Linked DNA regions of Sus scrofa: region 1 is linked to region 2. Evidence: chromatin contacts called from public Hi-C data. All regions are on one chromosome and are shown on one strand. The core of a region is the stretch at or near the end of the contact, and the rest is flanking DNA. Distances in the headings are between cores, read along the strand shown.

Evidence for each region. Hi-C and Micro-C count contacts between places; a contact is called where the count stands out from the background.
Region 1: a contact with region 2 is called in a Hi-C map of skeletal muscle, with 13 times the contacts expected there. The contact joins the promoter of SYT7 here to the enhancer-like site in region 2. A contact is called at or near these places in 1 of 5 promoter capture datasets (fetal skeletal muscle), 7 of 47 Hi-C or Micro-C datasets (embryonic fibroblasts, epiblast stem cells, fetal heart ventricle and 3 more) and 1 of 2 datasets of contacts at active chromatin or transcription factors (skeletal muscle).

What each region holds. Positions count from the first base shown.
Region 1 is chr2:9,943,765-9,950,715 of Sscrofa11.1, reverse strand. It overlaps SYT7 (synaptotagmin-7), which reads right to left and starts at 2,754. Exons shown (of 9, transcript XM_021082929.1): 1 at 2,526-2,754. The coding sequence starts at 2,556.
Region 2 is chr2:9,898,894-9,906,167 of Sscrofa11.1, reverse strand. No RefSeq gene overlaps it. Among named protein-coding and RNA genes, the nearest start is that of DAGLA, 39 kb to the right of the region's middle. Within about 2 kb of position 3,582, at least 10 of the 83 cell types and tissues checked have an H3K27ac peak or open chromatin away from gene starts, as enhancers often do. A contact at or near this core is called in skeletal muscle, where this site is marked.

The DNA of each region.
Region 1 (6,951 bases), core at 1,505-4,004, 45 kb before region 2:
ATAGATCAGGGAGAGAACGGCCTGGGGGCCAGGGGTCTGCAGCGGGAGGGAACAGCGCCTGTCTCCTGTCAGGGTAAGGGTCTTAGCAGAAGGCTGAGCCCTGTGGGGACTTGCAGAGGGCCTGGGAGGAAGGAGTGGGTACCACAGGGACCTTCTGAAACCAGCCTGGGACGTGGGGGCGCAGGAGAGGACAGGTGATTAGGATTTTTCTAAAGGACTGGGCCGCAGGTGTTCTGGGCAGTGGGACGAGGGTTGGGGATGTACAAGGTACCGGCCTTTGCGGAACCAGAGGGGTGGACCTGAATCACGTGGGAGTTTATTTGCATATCGTGCCAGCCTCGGGGGACACACACCTGCCTGGGGGAGGAGAGCCTGGAGAGCCCAGGGTGAGCGGGGGAGGGGAAGTCCGACCTGGAGCTGTACGGATTACAGGAGGTAGGTAGGGAGCACGGAGATGGTGGTGGAGGGGCGGGTAAGGGCTCAGAGGCCAGATTGACAGTTCCCCAGGGGCCTGGGATCGACGGCAGCTTCTGACCCCCCCCAGCCAAGCGTCCACATCAGAGAAAAGGAAGTAAACCCCAGGCCAGCCTGTTTCCCAGTCCGAGCGGTCCCTGTCCTGCTGGACTGCCACTGTCCTGCAGCCGCAGTGGGCAAGATGGGTCTCCAGCCCAGGCACGGAGGCCCACTGGAAGGGGAGAGGGCAAAGCCTGGGGGCTGCCAGTGTGCCAGGGGCGGGACTGGGTTCCAGGCCCTTTGCCCAGAAGATGCCAAGCACATCAAGTTGGCCTCTGTGGAGAGGGCAGAGGTGCTTGGAGGAGTGGTGATGTCATGGTGCCCAGGCGTGGGAGGAAAGAGGAGGGAGGGAGAGGGGACCAGGTCAGAGCCCCAGGCCACTGGCCTGATAGGAAAGGAGAGGCTGCCAGCCTGGCAGGGTGGGGGAGGGGAATGTCCTCACTGCATCTCCCCCTCCCATCTGCAGACCCCAGAGCTGGTCTCTGAACTAAGCCATTGGCTTCGGAGGGGGTGATCCAAGCCAGAGAACGCTTCTGTCCTTGGTCCAAGTGCTGGTGGCTGGTGGCCTCTTGGGGGAAGATGGCAGGGTAGGTGACCCGGGTGCAGAGAGATGAGGGGAGGGGTCTCCAAAGGCAATGTCCCTTCGGCCATCACCTAGAGGACATTCGTGGATGGGCATGAGGTTCTGCCCCATGTACGCAAGTGCTGAGTGTGTGCCACGCCTGGCACCCAGGAGGTCCTCCTCAGTGGGCTTGGGCTGCAATGACTTGATAGGGGTGAGAACGGAGGCAGGGACAGGCTGAGGCTGCCCCTAGAGGGAAAGAGCAGATGCGGGCCGGGGCAAGAGCAGGCAAAGCCGGCTCCCCCTGGACTGCCCTCAAAAGCCTTGGGGCTCTAGGCCCCTTCTGTAAAGGGCCTTAGTGGTCCCCCGCCCCAGGTCAGCAGCAGTAAGCCTGGAGGCTCTTCATCTGGGTGCAAGTCCTCAGGCTGCCGTGTCGTGCTTTTGGCATCAGAGAGAAACCCAGAGGCATGAGACCCTGCTGCCAGAGCTGGCAGGCAGGGGGTGCTGGGTCTGGGGTGGGGCACCCCAGGTGGGAGCCGAGACTGAGCCTGGGCAGGAGCTGCAGGGGACCTGCCTACAGGTGGGCACTGTGTGAGGAGGCGTCAGGAGCCAAGGAGGAAATGGCAGAGCAATTTCCCGAGGAAGGTGGAAAGATTCCTCGGCTTGGCTTCCAGGAGGCCAGGCAGCCGTGGGCTCCCAGGCCACTCCCCGGGCTTGGGCTCCGGAGAAATGCAAAGGAGCACGGCCCCTCCCCCTCCTTCTCCGACCCGGACGGGAGTGAGTTTGGGGTTCTTTGCTTACCCCTTCCCCAAGCCCAGGAGAACATTCCCCCCATTCACCCTTATTCTCACCAGTCTCTGCTCTCTTTCCCTTCAGGTACCCCTGCCTCCCTCCTCCACGCTCCTGCGCCTCGCTACCCCCTCCCCCCAGAGCCCCCGTCTCCTGCTGCTGCACCAGATTCTCACTCGCCCCCTGGCACCCTCTCAATTCACAGTTGGCACTGCCGGTGTCACTCCGCTTCCCGGTGCCCACAACCTTGGCCGAAAGCTGCTCGGGATCCTTGCCCTGTGGCCCCCTAGCACTGGCACCCCAGGGGTACGGGTGCTGGGGACCCGGGGGTGCCTCTGAGGGCACTGCGGGGGCAGCGGCTCCTCGCTCCGCCACACACGTTGTCCTTGGGCTGCTGGGGGTGGGGGGGGAGGTCCTTGTGGGGACACTGCGAAGCCGGCGCCCCGGCATCAAGCTTGGCAGTGCCCGGACTGCGGGGGGCCGGGGTCCGGGCTGCTGCTGCTCAAGCCCGTGCTCCCGGGGCTGGGGTGACCCTGAGTGGGGGCAGTCCGGCGGTTCCGTGGACAGCAGCCCCGGGCTGGGGCTCCGAGACGGCGCCCGGCGCTGCCGCCGTCCTGCCCGCCGGTGCGGGGCGCCCCAGCCCGCGCGGGGCCGCGCTTACCTGGGCTGGCCGCCTCCGGGTCCCGGTACATGGTCCCCTCGTCTCCGGCTCCCTCCGGGCTCTTCAGAGCCGCCCGCGGCCGCGCGTTGCTCCGCCGCCGCTGCAGGGCATGGGGCTGGGCGACCCCGGGGGCGGGTCCGAGGGCGGGGGCCGCACTGGCTGCACCGAGCCGCGGAGCCGGGGAGCGGGGGCCGCCCGCCAGCCCTCCCGCCCGCCCGCCGAGCACGCTGCCGCCGCCGCCGAGCCGCGCCGAGCCTCCTCCCTCTGGCCTGCGCGCCGCGTGTGCGCGCCGGAGCGTGTGTGAGTGTGTACGAGGCCGTGTGTATGTGTGTGTGTGAGCGCGTGTGTGAGCGCGCCCGGGGCACCGCCGGCGCCGCCCGCCCGCTGCCGAGCGCCGCTGCCACTGCCGCCGCCACCGCCACCGCCACCGCCTGTGCCCGCTGCTGCCCGCTGCCGGCCGCGCGCTGCACTGCAGCCCGCGCCCACCGCCGCCAGGAGCCGCCCCGAGGGCACCGCCACCGCCCCACGCCCCGCCCGCCCGCAGCCCCTGGGGGGAGGGCACGGAGCCCGCCGGCTGGGCTCTTCGAGCCTGCGAGTCCCGGAGCACCGCGCGACCCGCCCGGCGGATGCCCCGCGCTGATGGCCGCGGCTTCGAACCCGGCAGGGCGGCGGAGCGGGCCACCTCCTCCGAGGCGCCCTTTGACTCCATTCCAAAAGGCGTGGAGATCCACTCCGGGTTTTTCGCTCGGTGGCGGCTGGAGGGCGTCAGCTCGGGACTCGACAGCGCGGCGGTTTCAGGAAGGGGAGCTGGCGTGTGTGAAAACCAGGAGTGGATTTTTTGCCAGCGCTGAGCCTGGTCCGAAGCTCTGGCCATCCCCAGATCTTGCCCACAGCTGGAACCAAGGTCTAGCATCGCCACCTTCTGTGAGGGACTAGGCTTAGTGACCCTCTCCACTTAACCCAGCCGCTCAATAGAAGAAAAGAGCCCTTTCAGCCTCTGCTCATCCTTCTCTTGCACCTCTCCTCCCCTGCACCCCCCCCCCCAATTCCCTTGACCCCAGCACTTCAGTGGGTAAGAAAGGCCTCCTTCCCCTTCCATCCGTGGGCTCCCTTGGCCTCCTCCGCCCCGCTGTCAGTTCAGCACAGTCCAAATCAGGTGAACCCTAATTCTCCTTTCTCTGCAGAATGTTTGATTCTGGGGCAGGGAGGAGAAGGGGCCCATCTCCCAAGGCTTTTAAAAGCCTGGAACTGAACCATTGATGGTGTCAGGTACAGAGACCTCCCCACACACACCTACACACCTAATCACCTACTTCACCTCCTCCACAGCACCCCCCAACACACACACACACACACACACACACACACACACACACACACACGCAAATACACCTCCTACACAATGAGATACAGACACTGAAGCGTCACACAATCCAGGGCCTGCTCCTACCCTGAACTGAAGGGGATACACAGGAGGGCAAAATCCCAGGGCTGCTGCAGCATCCTGCCCCTACCCCCCTCTGCTGAGAATGCCGTTCGCAGGTGAACCAAAGATTCCTATTCTCACCCCAGAAATGGACTTTATACTACATGGCGCACGCCCAGCCACACCTCCACCTTCCCACAGCACAGCAGGCAGCCAGCACCCACAGGGACAAGCCTCCATCTCAAGCCTTCCTCAACGTTGACACCCCCCCCATCCCCTTGAACTCACACGAAGCCTGTTACACACACACACACACACACACACACACACATTCACCTCCACCCACAGCTTTTCTGGTTGAGAAATAGACAAGGAAATTCCCCCAAGCAAACCTCCATGAAGACTGTTCCGGTGGAGAACAGATTTCCTTGGAGTGAATGTTCTAATTAAAAATGGAAGGAAAAAAGGCATCTGTAGGTTTCAGCCCATAATTCCTCAGTGGCCAGAAAACTCAGCTCCTCATCCCCCGGTCAGGGGCCATTATATTTCACACACTCTGCGGCCATCCTCACTCACCTGCGGCCAAGAATTCAGGCACTATCCACACACCCTTTTTTGGCAGACCCCAGAAAGCCAACAGGCTGGGACTCCAGCATCTCCAGGCTTGGCTTGCTCTGGCTGTCATCCCCCGGCTGCCTCTCTCACCATCCTAGTAAAGAGCAAATAGCTCGCCCCTTCCCACCCCACCCCTTCCACCCCCTTGCCCCCACCCCTGTCATCAATGGGTACCACTTAGAAAGGCTCCCGGTTCAGGAGTCTCCCTACCCATCAACCTGAGAATCCAGAAGGAGGAATGCAGACTTTGTCACTGCAACGCAACAGACCTTTTTAAGCATCTAGGATGGTGGCGTTTTTCCAGAGTTGGTGGAGAGAGGACCTCTGAGAGATGACCCAGGCCACACCTCAGGTGACAGATGGTGAAGATGAGGCCTCTAGAGGGGAAGTTAATAGCCCAGAGCTAACAGCCCAGGGAGCTGGTGAGAGAACCACGGGTAGAATCCTTGGTCCTGACGCCTGGCCTTTTGCCCAGCACCACGAGATTCGCAAGAAGACCCCTCTGAGAGCTTATGGACTGTCGCTTATAGAAATAAAAGCTCCTATCTCATTCATTGCCAGCAGGCATTAGACAACCATTGTGCCAGAATGTTAGAGCCAAAGAGACCCTCAGACACACTAGCTAAACCCCAGGAGATAACAGTTGTGGAATCTGAGGCTCTGGCGCACTGGGAATTCCGGGTGGGTTTTTATTTCCTGCCTGCATCACTGGCACAGGAAAAGCTCTGCAGACACCCTTTCCCTGGCCTCAGTTACTGACAGTTACTCTGTCTAGGATGTACAGAGTCCTTGGAAAGAGGAAAGAGTACAGCTTTTTTTTTTTAAGGGCCACACCCATGGAATATAGAAGTTCTCAGGCTAGGGGTTGAATCAGAGCTATAGCTGCTGGCCTAGGCCACAGCCGCAGTAACATGGGACCTGAGCCACGTCTGTGACCTACCTCATAGCTCCCAGCAACACCAGATCCTTAACCCACTGAGTGAAGCCAGGGATCAAACCCACATCCTCATGGATCCTAGTCGTGTTCGTTAACCGCTGAGCCATGAAGGGAACTCCCAGAAAGACTACAGTTTTATGTAGCTCTGCCTTTCATAGTGTGTGGCCTTGAGCAGACTTCTTGACACCTCTGGGCCTCAGTTTCCTCATTCCTACAATGGAGATAACAATAAGGTCTCCTATAAGGATTAAATGAGATAATAGAATGAAAGCACTTCATATGATGTGTGGAGCACAGAACTGCTGCTCGATAGATTTTGGGTTTTGTTTGTTTTTCTTTTTTTTTAGGGCCACATCTGCACATCTGGAAGGTCCCAGGCTAGGGGCTGCATTGGAGCTGCAGCTGTAGGCCTACAGCGCAGCCACAGCAACTCGGGATCAGAGCCACATCGGTCACCTAGGTGGCAGCTTGTGGCAAGGCCTGATTCTTAACCCACTGAGAGAGGCCAGGTATCGAACCCACATCTCCAGGGACGTTAGTAGCGTTCTTAACCTGCTGAGCCACAATGGGAACTCCCTCTTGATAGCTTTGTGAATGTCGTTATCATCACTCGTTTATCCTTAGCAAGGACATCATGTATTCCCCATGCCCATGTTTTTGCCTGTTGGGGAAGTTCTTCCAAATGTCTAACCTTGAACCACTCGCCTGCATTTGAAGGCTACTCTCTCCTGCTGGAGCATCGTTGAGAGCCAAGCCAAGTGGGAGTTCCTGTCTTCTGAGCCCAGAGCTTCTGAACGTCTGGGGTGGGGGGCAGAGCCCAAGCAGGAAATGAAGCCTGGGGGAGGGAGCGGTTCCTCTGAGAAAGGAAGTCAGAGCCTAGGCATCACGTCTGCTCTGCCCAGTCCCCTCGCAGGCAAGGGCCTGGGGATTTGCTGCTCCGCCTCTCCCCTTCCACCCCACTCTCATTCTCTGACGCTGCTGGCCCTGTGTCCTGGGTTCCATGACGTGGCAGGAAATGCTGGTGGCATCTGGTTCTCCAAGGACTGTCACAGGGCGGGCTGTGGCCCCCTCGGGTCCGTCTGTGACCTGGTGCTGTCTTCAGGGTCCAGGTGTCCTGGGCCGGCTTTGGGAGGGAGGTGAGGCGGGGGTGGGGGTGGGGGACATTCTGCCCCTCAGGAGCAGATGCCAGGCCTGTATTCTCCTAAACAGGGCCCCTGAGGCTGCCTGGCTCTGTTGCTAGGCCACGGCTCCTGGGTCCCCCTCTGGCCTCCACCTGGCATGGTCTCCAACGCTGCTCTCTCCCCACAGCTCCCGTCCCCCCAGCCCCGCCCTCTCGGCCATGGGCTGAATTATTAATAAAATGCTGAGGGAGCTGTTTGTGCAGCTCACGTGACAGAACAAACACACCTCCCTCCTCACCACCATCCAGGGAGCAAGAGACTCTGGCT
Region 2 (7,274 bases), core at 2,333-4,832:
GTCAGTCAAGCTGGGATCGACACCCCCATTTCGGGGTCTCTGGGCCTCAGTTCCAACTGGGCAGTGTGCCCTCCTCATGACATGCCCCTCATGGGTGGGGCCTCCAGCTGGGTGGGAAAGGGGGACGGGGTCTGAGTCTTCTGTGTCACCTGAGGCAGAAGTGGCTTTTCTGTTTGGCTGACTTCCCTGAGCATAACTCTGATACACACACACACACACACACACACACACTTCTTGGCCATGCTGAAGCTCCTGGGCACAATCCCTCAGGCACACCAGTCGGGGGTGGCCTGGGGCCTTCCCCCTCCCCTGCCACCACTACTGCCCTGGCCCCTGGTCTCCAACACCACCAGCGCTGGGCTGTCCCCTGGGCTTCATGGCACTTGGGACCTCGCTGATGAGGCCCTTTCATTATCCTAGGTCACCAGTGAGGAAACAGGCACCACAGAAGGTTTAAAGAATATTCCAGAAGGACAGACCTTGGGTTCATTCCCTGGCAGTCTGGCCTCGGAGTCTGTGCTGGAAACTCCTACACCCCTCTGCCTCCCTGAGCAGAGGAGACCTTCTCCCCCCGGGGCCGGAAGAATCAGACAGCTTTACAACATGGGAGATGTCGCTTCGAGGTGTGTGCCGAGGTCACACCTCAGCAGCGACATGCTTCACCGGAAGTTCCCTTCACCGAGGGGGCTCATTGAGTTTAAGCGTCTCTCTCATAACCCCTCTTGATAATAGTAAAAGGACTGTAATAATAACGGCCAACTAGCAGCTAATACTCTTCAAGCCCATTTTAGGTACCACGCACTCCGCCTAAAACCTGACAGGTGTTAACTCACCGAATCCTCGTGACAGCCCTAAGAAGAAGGTGTCCTGAGTTTCTTCATCATCCAGATGAGAAAATCGAGGGTCAGAGAGGTTATATCATGAGGCGAACCCCAGAGCTGGGAGTGAAGCTGGGGTGAAACCCAGGCGGCCTGGCTCCCACCGTTCGTTCATCCCACACCCCCTAACCTCAGCCTGCTGCCGCTTCCTGCATCACCTGGGGCAAACACCCCCTTCGGCCTCCCCCACCTCCGTTATCCTCAGTAGCCAAGATCAGCAGGAATGGCCCAGGCAGCCCCCACCGCCACCCCGGGGCAGGAGGTGGGGGAGGGGAGGGGGAGGGGGGACAGCCCTGGGTGTTCCTGGCAGAGGCCCTGCTGGCCCACCCCCCAGCCTCCCTCTGCAGCTCTGGGAGCCCCACAACCGTTAACCCGAGGCAAACAGATGCCACTGAGACAGAAGGACCTGAACCGCGTGGAGAGGAGAAAAATATCCCCCCAGCTGCCCCCCCTTTTGCGACTCGGCTCCTGCCCTGGGTCCAGTAATCGGGGGCGTGACCAGGCAGAGCTCTCACAACTGCTCCTGCAGTCACGCAAGGAGAAGGTGGTTCCGGAAAGGGCTCCTTTAAAGCCTTAGGCAAGAGCTGGGTTCTCCTCCGTTTCCATCTCAGCGAGGGGAAGAGGCCACTTGACCGGTCCTCTCAGAGAGCGCCGCACACTCTAGGGTTCCAGGGTCTTCATTAAGTGGCAACTTAGCATCATCACTGTCATTGCCATCTCATCCTGGCAAAGACCACGCGACCCTGTTGTCCCAGGAAAGAGGTGAGAGGGACCCGTCCAGAAAGGCTCAGGGGCTTAACTAAGGTGTATCCTCCTGCAACAGCGAGAGGCTCAAGCCTCTGGTGCCTTTCAGAGCCTATGGCTCTCAAGTGGGGGATGGGGTCCCGAGTCACGGCATCCAGAAGGCCCGGCAGTCTGGGTGGGGGGCCTGGCCTAGGAAGCCAAGACATCTCAGGATGTTGTATATTATCTGCAATAGAGACCATGCCTTTCTTTTTTTTTTTTTTTTTTTGTCTTTTTTTGACTTTTTGGGGCCACACCGGCAGCATATGGAAGTTCCCAGGTTAGGGGTCTAATCAGAGCTGTAGCCACTGGGCTACGCCACAACCACAGCAACGCCAGATCTGAGCCATGTCTGTGACCTACACCACAGCTCATGGCAAAGCCAGATCCTTGACCCACTGAGCAGGGCCAGGGATCGAACCCACAACCTCATGGTTCCTAGTCGACTTTGTTTCCCCTGCACCACAATGGGAACTACGAGACAGTGCCTTTTCAAGCATCCTATTGAAACTACAGGGAAGGGAGATGCTGGAAAAAGTCCAGTGAATGAGGAATCATACCTGGAAGGGAACTGTGCCTGCTCTTACTGCCTAATAGATTTGTAATGGGGTTTTCTTTTTTCATTTTGTTTTGTTTATGGATTTACTTCAGTGGCAGAACAGCGGAGTACAAGGCTTCTCAAGATTCACTTCTGTGCCTTGTTTAGAATGATGTTCAGCTGAAGGAGACCGAAAAACCCTAGAGAAATAGTGTGTCGAACAATATAGGAGTCTCTTTCCTCCCAAGTAAATGACATTTGGAGGTATCTCGTCCAGGACTGATATGGCAGCACCGCAAACATCAGAACCTGGATAACTTCCTTCTTGATGCTTGGTCGTCTTTAATACATGGCGTCTACCTCATGATCCAAAAAGGCTGTTCCAGCTCCAGCAATCACATGCATATGCCAACCAATGGAAATGAAGAAGAGCAGAAAGAGTGCAACCCCCTGCCTTTTGATGACGTTTCTTAGACCCCAGGGGCAGAGCTTATTCACGTGGTCATAGCTAGGTCTAAGGCAGGTTGGGAAAGCTCTTTATTTCAAAAGATTATATGTCCAGCTAAAAATCAGGGGTTCGATGGCAAAGATAACGGGGACATAGTGAGCAGTCTCTAGCACACCATAGCTTGCTTCGCTCCCCTGGGGAAGGATGGCCACGTATTCTCTGGCACTGTGCTCCAGGCAGGCAGCCTGATGGCTCTCAGCTAATTCTTGTGTGTTACTCTGGACCCCCCCATCACAGAACCAGAACTATTATGAGGGCAAGACCCAGCTCCCTGAACAAAGCCCTTACCCTGCCATTCAGGGCCCTTGGCCACAACCCCCTGCAGCCTTTGCCCAGCAACTCTGAGCCACCCACCTGCTCCGCTGCTTAACCAGACTGTTCCCTCTGCCCGAATGCCTCCTTCTGGACCTCCTCTGCCAAGGGGACTCCTAATTCAACCCCAAAGACTCACCACAGACATGTTGCCTTGTCAGTGCTGCCTCACTGGGCCCCTCTGGGAAGAACCAGAATCCCTCTCTCCTGGCCTCCCTCGGGCTTCTGGAGCCTTCCGTCATCCCTCTATTTATAGCCTGTTAAAGTCAGGTGCCCCTGGACACGTTGCCGCAAGGGAGGGGCCCAGGCTGGGAGAGCAGGTTCTGTGACCTGCCAGGGGAAGAGCTGGGAGTTTCCAGGGCGCTCCTCTGTCCAATGAGGGTCCCCCTCACTCATCTGTCTATGGGGAGGCCGAGCCCCCACACCCAGAGCAGCCCCATCGCGGCCCATGCCATTGGTCCCCTGCCTCCCCAGCTTTGTGCCCTGGGGCCTGGGCTGGGTTCACCTCCACCCCCCTGAGCCCAAAGCCCTGCCCTGGGCCTGGCCCTGCCTCCGTCACTGCCTGCCATGCAGACCTGAGTGACAGAGTGGGGTTGGATGTCTCCAGGCTGGGGAGTGGACTGACTCAGACCTGCTCTGGGGGAAGGTCCTGGCCAGGGTGGCCCGTCAGGGTGAGAGGGCAGGAGCAGGCTGTAACCTTGGGGAGGCAGGGAGGCTCGCTCCTCAGATACTCGGCTTTCCTCCTGGTTCCCTGGCAGGTCCAGGCCTCCTACACTGGAGAAGCATCCACGCGGCCGGAAAAGTAGGGAGGGGGGTACCTTGCAGCCCCACATTCAAGGTCACTGTCACCTCCCCTCATCCAGCCCAGCCTCTCCTGTTGGCTCTGTACCAGCTCACAGCGGATCCTTTAGCCCCTCCAAACCACTGCTCAGACCCCCTCCCCAAATGACAGCCTTCCGGCCCCCCTCCCAGAAGATTTCTCCCCACCCCGTTTCCCCCCTCCCCTGGGTCTGAGCCCAATGCACGCCTCCTCTCCTCCTAACCCCATATAGACACCCACTCTTAGATAAAGACGCCCACCCCAGTGTCAAGGGCATCCACCAGCTGCCAGCTGAGCACCTCCCCCTGGCCCTTCCACAAGCCTCCATGCCCAGCCCTGACTGCCTGGACCAAGCCCTTGACCCTCGAGTGACTGGAGGGACATGGTGGAAGGCTCAGCCCTTCTGTCATCAGGTTCAATTCCTGGCCTTGCTCAGTGGGTTAAGGATCTTGTGTTGCCATGAGCTGTGGTGTAGGTCGCAGACGCGTCTGGGATCTCCATTGCTGTGGCTGTGGTGTAGGCTGGCAGCTGATTTGACCCCTAGCCTGGGAACTTTGATACCCCACGGTGCAGCCCCAAAAAGGAAAAAAAAAGAATCAGACACACTTGGCTGTATGACCTCAGACAAGTTACTAAGCCTCTCTGAGCTTCTGACATTTGTAGCTGACCCCAGTCTGGCACATGGGGCTCCTGAGGAAGGAACCAATGGGCCCTTGGGTTTGAGATCCCTTTCTTCCCTCTCTCACTCTTGGAAGGTGCGCACAGGAGCCCCCTCCATGGGGTGGGCTGGGAGGGAGAGAGAGGACCAGGTGCCTTCTGACCTTGTCCTAGCACCTGGCCTCCTAGACTCACCAGCTCAGAGAGCACCCAGCGGGGAGACCACACTGGTAAGGACGAAGGTACTGGTGCCAACGAGAAGATCTGGGGCGCCTCCTAGTGGACATGAAGGGAATGTCAACCCAGGTGGCAGACACTCATCAGGCTTCTCAGTTCAGCCCCTTAATGAACGGCTCTCAGCACAGAGTCCAGGTCCAGTCGTGACCCATCACTGCAAGCTCTGGCAAAAGTCACCTCTCCCCAAGGAACCTCAATTTCCTCAAGGCCACTGCACGGGACCACAGCGAGGCTTCAGCCAGGTGGCCAGGGGACCCCGCCTTGCACACAGTAAGGTTTTTCAAGGTCCAGAGAGGCAGGAGCATCCCTGAGGGCTGCCGTGAGCTGCTGGTCAGGCTGAGCTGAGGAGCCAGGGGCTCAGACTCCTGGTCGGGTGCTCTGTCCACTCCTGGGTGCTGTTCAATGTGACTTTGGACTCTCCCAAGCTTATTAATTCCTCCATGTAGTTCCGGGTGTTTTCAGAGTCTTTAGCGCTATTAACATGCCTGTCCCAGGAATAAGCTTAGCACGGCATCCAATTAACCTTCCTGCCAACTATTACGGGATGTGATGGCTTTTCCTGCGCTTATGGGGATATCTCCGTTCTCATCTCGTTCCCAGAAGACAGGAGCCTCACGTGAGCCCCAAGGTGGCTGTGGCACCGCTCCAGCTGGGGCCAGGCTGTGCTGGCCCTCAGCGTGCGGCCCGCCGGTCTTCCACCAGGAAGCAAGGCTGACCCGCTTAGCCAGGCTCCGGGGGGACCTTGCTTCTGCTCCAGGTGAGAAAATGTGTGTGCATGGTTGGGGGGAGGATAGAGGCCTCCCCAGGGGAGAGGCGGGATGAGGAAGGGGAGGCCCCGCCCCAGCCCCGGAGGATCAAGTTATTTGGTCTCTAATGAAAAGGGCCCTTCCGAGAACACAGGCTCCTGAATTCCTCCACCATAGTTGAGGAGGGGTTGACCTCAGGGCATGGAAAGGAACTGGTCCCAGCCTGAACTGTCTGCACAGTGGGCTCTCTCTCTTTCTCTCTCTCTCTCTCTCTTTTCTTTTTAGGGCTGAAACCATGGCACATGGAGGTTCCCAGGCTAGGAGTCCAATCTGAGCTGCAATTGCCCGTTTATGCCACAGCCACAGCGACGCCAGAGCTGAGCTGCATCTGCAATCTACACCACAACTACAACAATGCCAGATCCTTAACCCACTGAGCAAGGCCAGGGATCGAACCTGCATCCTCATGGGTTCTAATCAGGTTCATTACCACTGAGCCACAACAGGAACTCCATAGGCACTCTCTTTAAAATAGAGTCGTGCGCTTGTCTGGGGGCACCTGGAGCTCCCCTGGCTCCCTCATGGCAGGTCCCTATTGCCACAACCCCCAGGTCCCCTCTTTCATCCCAGGAACGCCCTGGGGCCTCCCTGAGAATCTGCAGGGGTTACACTCATCCACCTGTAAGCCCTGCAGCACACCAGCTTTTAAAAAACACCTACAGGAGTTCCCACTTGGCGCAGCGGGTTAAGAATCCAACTGCAGTGGCTCGGTTGCTGTGGAGTCGCAAGTGTGATCCCCAGCCTGGCACAGTGGGTTAAGGATCCGGCATTACCGCAGCTGTGGCACAGGCCATAGCCGCAGCTTGGATTTGATCCCGGGGCCTGGGAACTTCCATATGCCACGGGTGCGGCCATTAAAAAAACAAATAGGAGTTCCTATTGCGGCTCAGCAGTTAACGAATCTGACTAGCATCCATGAGGACGCAAGTTCAATCCCTGGCCTGGCTCAGTGGGTTAGGGATCCAGTGTTGCCATGAGCTGCGGTGTAGGTCACAGACGGAGGCTTGGATCTGGCGTTGCTGTGGCTGCGGTGTAGGGTCCAATTCAACGCCTAGCCTGGGAACCTCCATAGGCCTCTGGGAACCTCCCTTCTTGCTGTTCTCTCAGCTCCCCCACCCCACGCCCCTGCCTTTGGGGCTAACCCCTCCTTTCCTTTACCCCAGGGACACCAGCTCATCTTCCTCCAAGACCCAGCGCCGTGCCTCCTTCTCTAAGAAGCTTTCCTGCCACCCCCTCCCGGAGGCAGGATTAATTCCTGACTCCTGATTCCCTAGGCCCTCACGTGGCCCTCTGCCACAGCTCCAAAGTCTTCCTGGTATAATGCTCCGTGAATGAGCCCAACTCTTTGACTGTTGAGAAGGTTCCATTTTTTCTATTTTGTACTAAGGGTCTCTGGAGGCCATGTAGCAATTTTAATGGTGCTGGGTAGGATCAGCATTGTGATTTCAGAAGATCCTGGAGCAGCTGCCTGGTGAAGGGGAGCAGGGAGAGGGGGCCTGGACATCTAGAGGTCAGCATGGGTGACCTAGGTGGGTGTTGGGGGCTGGGGGATGGAGGGATCATCCAGAGGCCAGGCTCAAGTGGGCTTGGTTTCTCTCTCCCAACCCACTGCCACGGTCACCTTTGAATAAGTTCCCCACACCAGGCTTTGTCCCTTGGCCCTCAGTCACTGGCCTCAGGGTCAACTATCCCAGGCCTTGGCTACAAACTTCCAGGGCTTGGCCTCTGTGGGGGA